3 separate regions of the Gossypium hirsutum genome follow, and all the other regions are linked to region 1. A link is a contact called in public Hi-C data. All regions are on one chromosome and are shown on one strand. The core of a region is the stretch at or near the end of the contact, and the rest is flanking DNA. Distances in the headings are between cores, read along the strand shown. Region 1 has its middle 76 kb from the start of LOC121231128. Region 2 holds the start of LOC107893945 (protein ROLLING AND ERECT LEAF 2). Region 3 holds the start of LOC107896416 (proline-rich receptor-like protein kinase PERK3).

Region 1 (3,487 bases), core at 598-3,097:
TAAACTTGAAAAATAAAAAAGTTTAATGATGTGGTACTCTAACATTGTGCCACATCATTACATGAAAATTTAAAATTTATAAATTTTATATAAATTTTCAGGTGATGATGTGGTACAACTAGTTCAACATGTTCCCTATTCAACCAGTTTGATCAATTCAACCAACAAACTAACAATAATTAAATAAGTAATTAAAATTCATAAAAATATAAAAACATAAAATAACAAAAAATATATATTAAACTGGTTCAATTGGCAATTTTTGTCCTAGATTTTAATTTTTACCAATTTCAAACAGTTTCCGTGTCAATCAGTTTAACCCTTTTGTTTGAACCGTTACATTGCTTAATTCTCAGTTTGTCTACTTTGATCATGCTCTAGTAACATTGATTATATCTCCAAATCTTGACAAGATCTAAGTTCAGGGACGAAAATAGATCTAGTTGCCAAGTTCAAAGATCAAAGTAGACAAAAAAATTTACAAGTACCTAAGTGGACCTAATTGCCAAGTTCAGGGGCCAAAACTTATATTATCCGTAAATTTATATACTTTATTTTTAACATAGTTTGATCGTTTATTTTTATAAAATTATTAGTAAATTCAAATTTATAATACCGTTTATTATCGTCAATAAAGAGATGACGCATTTTTAAAAAAAAATAGTTGTAAGCATTAGTTGACATATATTTGCTGTTGATTGAACATAGTTGATTGAATTTTCACATGATATTGATTATGCAGTTGAATAATAGTAAAAAAATTCCACATAATCACTTTAATAGGAGCAAGTAAGGGTGCTAACATTTTGGACTTACTAATATATATCCATAATAAGAGCTGGTAAAACCGGCTTGAGCTTGAAAGGCTGTTTGTGTTGGTCCGAGTCCGAGAAAGCTCGAGCATGAGAAAATCTTAGCCCGAAAAACCAGAGCTCGAGAAATACTCGAGTCTATAAGACTTTGAGTTCGGGACCAATTTGACCTGAGCTTGAGAATAACCTGACTCAAAGTTTTAATTTATAATTAAACAACCATAGACATTAATAATTAATATAGATTTCAATATTAAAAAAATATATAATATTTTTTATGAAAATTTATTCATATGCATGACATATTTATAATAAATTTTTATTAATAGGAAACACAATTAATAGTAATTTTTTATGTTAAATTATAAAGTGAAAATTAAAAATATTAATTTAATATAAAATATTTTTATTACTATGATTATATATGTATAATAAATATATAAAATTAATAGATATTAAAATCTATACTATATAACTATTATTATATTACATAATATATTATATATTATATGATATAACATTATATGACATAGAAGAAGAGCTAACTTTCAAATGTATGAAAAGTATAACGACCTAGAGCATATTTCAAATAATATAATAACAATTAAGAATTAATAATTAATATATAACGTACTTCTATTATATATAATAAAAGATATAATATTACTAGATATTATAATGTTTAATCATTGATGCATATATATCAATTATTAATATATTATATACTATAAGATATAACATTATGTAATATAGTAGGGGGGCCAACTTTGAAATTTATAAAAAATATAGGGACTTAGAGCATATTTCAACCAGTATAATAATAAACAATAATATATGATAATAATTAAAAATATTATGTACTACTCTACTATTATAACATGTGATATAGTATTATTTAGTGAAATAATATTATATATATAACTATAATTATATTATAGACTATAATAAAATATATCATATCTGTAATGGGCCGAATCTACCCAGGCCTAATAACAAAAAATCAAACCCAGATACCCATTTACAATGGGGCCCAATGGCCCAAAACCTAAACCTAAGTTTAGCCAAACAGCCAAACCCTAGCAGTAAGGAGCTCCGCAGCCCTAACCTGCAGCGCCGTACAAGCTTCCAGCGCCTCCGTACGCCGTACACTTCCACGCGCCACGCATACCTGCAAACAGACAAGAAAACAACAGCAAATAGAAACAAAAAACAACGGAATAGCAAATAAAGAGGGCTTGTATTTTCATTTTTGATTATTGTTCGGCTAATAAAACCAAAAAGCCTTTTCATTGTAAAACTATGAACGCACACTACAATACATATATTAAATAGTAGAAAAGAAAAAAAAGAGTGATCTAAAGGTGATTTCAAATTTTTCCCTCTTTTCTGTCAATTTGCTTGCATTATTTTGGCATAGAAAACGAAAAAGGATGCTTGAAACAACACCGATGAAAGCCCTCATGTCTCAGGAATATGGTGATTCGGGCTAGGGTTGTTTTCTCTTGTTTTTCGTCGGATCTCGCCTTGTTTTTGACAGAATAGTACAGGATTTTAAAGTTTCTGTTTTTTTAAAAAAAAGGGGAAAGGAGTACTCTTACCGAATCTTCGTGGGTAAGGCTTTCTTCAGCAAGATCCGATCCCTATTCGTGCACCGTCAGCCATCAAATTGATAGTGGTTTGGGCAGTTGCTTAATGAACCCAAAGAGAATGAAGGGTTCTGTTTCTTTTTTTAAATTAAAAGGTTATTTGTGTTTTGAAAGGAAAATAAATGGGAATATGGATTTTAGCATTAAAATAAGTCTGTGCCTTTTCATTAGAAGTGGGAAATTTGCGCATTAAATCCTTCCTTTTGCGCGATTATTCAATTGTGCCTTATTTGTTTTGCCCTTTTTTTAATTTGGCTCTTTAATTCGTGCGCGTTTCCATTTTAGTCCGCGATACAGTGCTGCGTTTTGGGCTAGGGATATTTGCAATTCTAATCCCCAGACATTCATGCGCCTTGTACATTGATCTTATTTATGATTATTTGTATGTTATTTTGGATTCAATTTTAATTTGGTCTTTCATTTGTATAGTTTGCTAATTTAAAATGCATTTAATATTTTATATGTATTAATCCATGTTAATAATTTTGTTTGTTTACATTTGTATAATTATTTTGAGATTTTTTTTATCTTATTATTTTTACATTGTGCATCCCATTTCTTTAAATATTTTATACATATTTGTATATACATCATTCTTATTAAATTCTTAATCTATAATAAACATTATTTTGAAGTTAACAACATTCTTATTTATTTTTGACAAGATCATCGTTTTAAAATTCTTTTTACATTAAATTATTTTAATACCTCATTATAAAGTTTTAATTTAAATATTTTTATATATTGATACATAAATTATTTTAATAGAGTTTTCTATTTAAAATATTTCTTGATTCATGATTTACTTAATGTTTTTATGTATATATGACACTATTTTGGGAACTTCATTTTTATGTTTATAAAATTATTATTTTGAAATGTTTCTCTATATTATATTATCTTAGTATGTTATTTAGTATTTCTTTAAAATGTTTTTAAGTATAATGGTACTTATATAATTTATAAGCTAACTTAATTTTGTATGCATCATTCATTTCATGCCATTTTTTTTACAAGTAATTATTCTTA
Region 2 (3,437 bases), core at 138-2,637, 280 kb after region 1:
CTTGAAGGATCCCTTTTTTATACCCCTGTCAGAGTATTCATTTTTCTTAAAGTATCTGGTTTCAACACCCATGCCCGACGATGAAAGAACCTCTTTGAGAAAGTTATACAATAGATTTATTATATAAATTATTTTAAATTATATAAATTCATATAAGAAAATTTATTATCAATAATTTTATGAAATTATATCTTATTAAATTATATGTAATAATAATTATTTTAAATTATACAAATTCATATAAGATAATTTATTATCAATAATTTTATGAAATTATATCTTATTAAATTATATGTAATAATAATTATTTTAAATTATACAAATTCATATAAGATAATTTATTAGTTATAATTATTTTAAATTTTATTAAATCATATATTTTAATTAAAATATATTTAATATTAATCATTTCAAATTATCTTTTATAGTATCATATATTATGATTTGAGTAAATTCATATAAGAATATTAATTATTAAGAATTTTATTAAATTATATATTTTAATTATAATATATTTAATATATTTAATAATAATTATGTTTAAATATGATTAAATTATTTATTTTTGATAATAAATAATCTTATTAAAATTTAAATAACAATAACAATAATCATTTACCAAAACAAATTTATGCTAAGGGTATTCTGGTCATTTTAGTTTTCTCCATTATGCTATTACACCTCTATTACATTCAACCAAACACAGTTTTACTATTACGCCTCTATTCCATTACATTCAACCAAACAGTTGATTTGCTATTACACCTCTATTCCATTACACCTCTAATCCAATACACCTCTAATCCAATACAGCGAACCAAACGTGACCTTAGATTTCGACATGTTTTTTTTTTATTGTTAAACTCCGATTCAAAATTCATGTATTATTTATGTTAAAAATAGTTATCTTCATTCTTTTAGATAACTATTCTTTTAGATATTACAAATCAAAGTTATCTTAAAGAAGTATAATAAAATTAGTTTAAAATGTGTCACAAGTATATGTAATTCTTAAAAATTGAGAATTTAATCTTTATATTTTTATTTTATAAAATTTAATCTCTCTATTTTTTAAATTTTAAAATTCAGATTTAACTATTAAACATTATTAAATTTTTTTTGTTAAATTCAAGTTAACTACAAAATTTTTTTTAGTTACATGACTATTAAGTGAGTTTTTTATTTTAAAAATATCATAACAATGAATTTAACAAAAATTTTAACATTATTAATAATTAGACCTAAATTTTAAAATCTAAAAAATAAAAAAAAAACTAAATTCTATTAAATTTAAGCACATGCACTAAATTCTTAATTTTCAAAAAGTAGAATTACTTGTCGCATATCTTAACCATAAAAATAATATAGGGAGTAAAAGTAGAAGTAAACCATCTATATCAGCAATAAAACGCCGTCGTGAAACGTTATTGCATTTTTTTTTATAAAATAATGTGACCGTTAATTTAAAAATATAGAGAAAAGGACAGCGAGTACAAACGCATATACCCCACTCTCATCACTCTCTTTGCCTCAGCTCTGCGCTGCTCTGCTGCACTGTCTGCCTTTGTCTTCTCCTTTTCTCGTTGTCCTATCCTTGGCAGTATCCCACTCTCAATATTTCTAATCCCCAAACCAAATATCTAAAGATAATAGCCGAAAGAACCACCGCGAACGGCGCAGCATTGGATTTATTTGGCTGTCGGAACCGGTGGTTGCTAACTGGCCAATTGTTTCTGCTAAAAATGGGGTGTGCCCAATCCAGAATAGAGAACGAAGAATCTGTGGTTCGATGCAAGGACCGGAAGAACTTGATGAAAGATGCGGTCTTAGCTCGAAACGCCTTCGCCGCCGGTCACTCTGGGTACGCCATTTCGTTGAAGAACACCGGCGCTGCCTTGAGTGACTACGGTCATGGGGAAGCTGAAGAGCCCCTCGAAGAACAACCACGTGGGATTCCTCCACTTGACTCCACTCCTCAGCCGCCTCCTCCGCCTCCTATGATGGACAACCTTCCTCCACCTCCTCCGCTTCCTAACTTCTCCCCTAGCCCCGCCGCTCCCATCAAACGCGCCCTCAGCATGCCAGAAATGCCCATCAAGAGTCGCAAGGAGTTCGATTCTTCACTCGCTATTGAAGAAGAAGAAGAAGAGGAAGAAGAAGAAGAAGAAGAAAATCATGTAGAAAACGAGGCGCTTGAAAAAAATCACAATGAAGGTCTCAGAAAAGACTCACGAGGGCCTAATAAGGAAGATATGACGGCGTCGACATCGGAGAACAACAATGTGACCCACCCGCCGCCGATGCCGGAAGCTAAACACATGGCTTGGGATTACTTCTTTATGGTCGACAATAACATGCCGGGTCCGAGCTTGGATTTGGACAACAATGACAACGAGACCGAGGTTAGAAATGCTGAACCTTTCGCTAACAATGTAAGTGGTGTGGGGTTTAATAGCCATGGCGGAGCCGATAGTGAGATTGAGCCCAAGACTCCGGAGAGGCCGGAGAAGATGGCGGTGGAGGATGATGTTAAGGGGAAACAACAGGTACAGATGGAGCATTCGAAAACGGCTCCGGCAGATTTCAGGAGAATGGTGAAGGCCGTTTCTAGTGTGAATTTGATGCTGGTTTTGAATGAGATTGATGACCATTTCTTGAAATGCTCAGAGAGTGCTCAAGAGGTTTCTAAGATGCTGGAGGCTACCAGGTTGCATTATCATTCCAATTTTGCTGATAATCGAGGTAATCTGCTTGCTTTTCTAAGTTGCCTAATATGTTTTGATTGTGACAGTTTAGGTTTTCCATGTTTCATGTTCTGCACCTAGTTGAGTTTCATAAATTTAGGTTTTCACTGCAATTTTATGTGAAAGACTGTTTGGATCTGGGGGAAATTTTTCTTTTTTGTATTTTTAAATGATTTAATGGACTTTTTGTGTAAAGTGTGTCTTTGCATTTAGATCTTGTTGTGCTTTACCTTTATGTTTTAATCTGGCCTTGACCTTACATCTTTATACTTTATTCTTTACCACAAAACAAAGCTGCTATTTTTTATTGAGTAAAATGGCATAGTTGAAATGAACTAAAAGTTTTAAATTTTTTGTGCAGATCTTGTCCTGCAATTTGTAGTTGCAATTAGAAAGAGAATTGCTTTATCTTTAATGTAATGATCTCATTGATCGTAGGACATATTGATCATTCCGCGAGGGTAATGCGTGTCATTACATGGAATAGTTCTTTCAGAGGTATGACAAACGGTGAAAACAGGAAGGATGAGTTTGATTCTGAAGAGCACGAGTCTCACGCCACTGTCCTGGATAAGTTGCTAGCATGGGAAAAGAAACTTTATGATGAAGTAAAGGTACATTTTAAGACTCTGGTTTATCTGTTTCTCTCTTCACTTTTTCTTTTCTTTTTTTATGGCCAACTGCTTTTCATGG
Region 3 (3,467 bases), core at 437-2,936, 400 kb before region 1:
TGAATCACCGAAACATTCATTGATCATAGCGAATGAAGAAAAGGAAATAATAATACTAACCATGCAAATGGAATTCCAATGTTCTGTTAGGGACAAACTCATAAACAAGCAATCTCTCAGCCCCATTGATGCAGTATCCTACCAAGGAAACAAGGTGTTTGTGATGCAGTCGGCTAATGGTCTCAACCTCGGCCCGGAATTCACGCTCCCCTTGCCGGCTCCCAGCCTTCAGTTTCTTAACCGCGACGTCTTGTCCGGTCAGCAGACGCCCTTTGTAGACGTAACCGAAACCGCCTTGTCCAATGAGGTTGGATTCGGAGAAACCATTGGTCGCAAGGACTAATTCCTCATAAGTGAAAATGCCACTTGAGGGATTCAATGCGGTATCTGCTGTAACTGTTGCTGAATTGGTGACATTTTGTTGTTTTTGTTGCATTGAAGCAGCAGAAGGGCTATCTAGAAAAACAAACCAAATAAAACATTGAAATTCTATCAGATTTGAGTTTTTAATTAAGATTTGAAACCAATACTAGTTGTATTAAATTCACCTTTTGTGACAGAAGAACATTGTTGAATTTTAGTGTCTGAAGGCTTGTGTTTTCTCCTTCTACCTTTGAAACAAATGCACACTAATGCAAACACAACAAATAGTAGAACTGTAACACCAATGGATGCAACTATAAGCCCAATTGGAGAATGTGGCCTGTGCTTTGTGGCTGCCAAACCTCCTTTGTTCGCTGTTAGCGCTAATGCTGCTGCTGCTGGTGGTGATGGTGGTGGTGGTGAAGGCGGTGGAAAGGCCTGAAAGAATCCTGGAGTGTTAGGAGCTCCGATGGAATGAGAAGCTGCAGGTGGTAGTGGAGGTGGTGTTGATGTTGGTGGCGGTAGAGGTGGAGGCAGTGGAAATGCCCGAAATGGTGTTGGAGTTTTAGGGACCCTAGTAGAACGAGAAGCTGCAGGTGGTGGTGGTGGTGGAAGCACCACAGATGGTGGCCTTGGTGGAGCTGTTGGAAGTGGAGTGGATGGCAAAGGTTTAGATGGCTGTTGAGGAGGTGGAGGAGAAGATTTAGGAAGCAATGGGGAAGGAATAATAACCAATGGTGGTGGTGGGAGGGGGGGAGAAGCTAATGGGGTAATTTTAGTAGCAGCAGCAGGCGGTGTTGGTGAGAGTGGTGGTGGAGAAGTAACAACCGCCGGTGTAGGAGTAGTAACAGGACTTATAGCAACAGCAGCAGGAATTGGAGGTGGGGTTGATATTGGGGCCAAATGGGATGCCAACAAGGGTGGAGGAGAAGCAGAAGCAGGAGTTGGTGGGGGTGGTAGAGGACGCAGAACCACCGGGAGTGGTGGTGGTGGAAGAGGAGGAGGGGAATATAGGGGGGATGATGGAGACAATGAGGGTGTTAACAACATACTGGAATGTAGAGTCCACAACTCCCACATGCAAATCAATGTACAATCAAATGTTTTATCCTCGGAGTAGTGGATTTCATAGCTGGAAAGTGTTGTAGAGAATTTCTTTTTTGTTTTGGTTGCAGAATTTATGATTCCATTTTTACTGACATAAACCATGAAAGGGGTTAAAAGTAAAACCAACCAACTAAACCACTCCAGAAATAAAAGTTGCAGTTTCAAGGCAAATTCCAATACTATATATGTACCTAAGCCTACTCTAATACTAATGGGGGGATTTTAAAATAATAGTAGATGAGAGTCACGGGCACCTCTAAGACCTGGGTCCACCTGTTTCGTTTTTTCTTTTATATATTTTTCATATCATATGTTATATGTAAATGCAAATGCAAATCTTAGAATTATGGAAGTAACAATGTATATTACATTTAAAATATTTATATTATATTAATATAAAATTTTGGTTCAATCGAAAAATTAGTGTTTTACTGATGCTAAATACCACATGTTTAAAATTTAACTATATGCAACTTTTCATTGTTTTGTTAAAATAAAATATTAAACCCCTAAATAATATAATTTATTTTTTAATTATAAAATAATATTTTTGTAATTTCTTTAATCAAGTTGTTGTTTAATTAATTCCTAATACTAATTCAATTATGGTTTTAATAGTAGTATAAATTATCTATGAATCATTATATAAATCACACCAGGTCATATTCTCAAATTTTTTTAAGCCCAAGTTTAAATTAAGTCCAGCCCAATTCAATAGCACTAAATTTAACTTCAACTTTTAATTTGGCACTTGAATTTTTTTTGTCTCTCAATTTTGTACTTGAGTTTAGTTTTATTATTCAACTTGATACCCCAATCAAACATGTAACCTAATGAATATTTGACACATGTGCTCTATTATAAAAATTCCTAAGTACTTCATTGAGACAAAAGAAACTCAAGTATCAAATTAAATAACCTTACCCTACTAAATTGAACATTGAAATCACATTCAATATTTATATATATTTTAATTAAATTCAATTTAAAAAATTTTTAAACTTTTGTAATTGGCTTGTGGTTAAGGGATGTCCACTCATGGAACCCACCTGAGCAAGTAGTGGCTTTTATTTAGGCAATTCCATGTGAACTTAGTGTGTGCATGGGAATGTTCCTACCATGTATGCGTGAGTATTAACTTTCTAACTATACAGTATTGAAAAAATTAGTGCCTTTTTTTCTTTTTCTATTTAAGTGAATTTGAGCAAATCCAAGCCTATTCAGAGGTGAAAACTTCTTGCCCAAGCTCAGCCAATCAGATAAGCCACCCGACCGATGATCAGGGCACTCATAAATGGTTTCTTTACATAACGAAAATAAGAGACCTGAGGGAAAATCAACAGACATGTACATTTTAATCATGTAGACATATCTATACCTACCAAAATGGAGAGCTTATCATTTTTCTCCTCTGCAAAATTTCTTTAATGTCTTCCTACTAGAAAAGGGAAGAGCATCTTTGACATCGAGCCATCAAATGAGGAAATCATTTTGTGCTCAGGAAATGCCAAATTTGGACAAAGCCGACTGGAAAAGAGTTGAGAATACCTGGGATGTACTTTGATAATCAGCTTTGATCTTAATTTGGGCTTTAGCATATGATGTGTTGATTATACATCCTACGAGATAATTAGATGTCGACGACTCCTTTTTTTTGTGCAAAGAAGAAAAACTTTAAGTTCAGGGATTGACCGCCAGATGCAATGCAGTGGATGGAATGGCTTTGCATGTGCCGAACAAGAGCTTGAGGAGCCATCAGTGCCACGATTCCTTGAGGCTTACTGAGGGCTCCTGGACAGATTACATGACACGATGAGTTCCAAGAAAGTTGCACATAATCGCATATATAAGCAAAGCTTTCCCAAATATCAAGAATGGCATAATGGAGAACACATGGTTTCCACTCTAGGGCCCATCTAGGAAAGGCCTAAAAGTTCTGTCTTTATAGGAGTATCCATAAGAAGGGTCTGTAAGATCGAATCCAGTGGCAATTGCAA

Evidence for each region. Hi-C and Micro-C count contacts between places; a contact is called where the count stands out from the background.
Region 2: a Hi-C map of hypocotyl shows a contact between it and region 1, with 4 times the contacts expected there. The contact joins the promoter of LOC107893945 here to the enhancer-like site in region 1. A contact is called at or near these places in 8 of 34 Hi-C or Micro-C datasets (callus, fibers, hypocotyl and 2 more).
Region 3: a Hi-C map of leaf shows a contact between it and region 1, with 4 times the contacts expected there. The contact joins the promoter of LOC107896416 here to the enhancer-like site in region 1. A contact is called at or near these places in 5 of 34 Hi-C or Micro-C datasets (leaf and petal).

The regions. Positions count from the first base shown.
Region 1 is chrA06:34,881,136-34,884,622 of Gossypium_hirsutum_v2.1, reverse strand. No RefSeq gene overlaps it. Among protein-coding and RNA genes, the nearest start is that of LOC121231128, 76 kb to the right of the region's middle. Within about 2 kb of position 1,847, at least 9 of the 9 cell types and tissues checked have an H3K27ac peak or open chromatin away from gene starts, as enhancers often do. A contact at or near this core is called in fibers, hypocotyl and leaf, where this site is marked.
Region 2 is chrA06:34,605,000-34,608,436 of Gossypium_hirsutum_v2.1, reverse strand. It overlaps LOC107893945 (protein ROLLING AND ERECT LEAF 2), which reads left to right and starts at 1,387. Exons shown (of 4, transcript XM_016819105.2): 1 at 1,387-2,742; 2 at 3,183-3,358. The coding sequence starts at 1,743.
Region 3 is chrA06:35,284,315-35,287,781 of Gossypium_hirsutum_v2.1, reverse strand. It overlaps LOC107896416 (proline-rich receptor-like protein kinase PERK3), which reads right to left and starts at 1,686. Exons shown (of 8, transcript XM_041115633.1): 1 at 549-1,686; 2 at 61-456. The coding sequence starts at 1,572.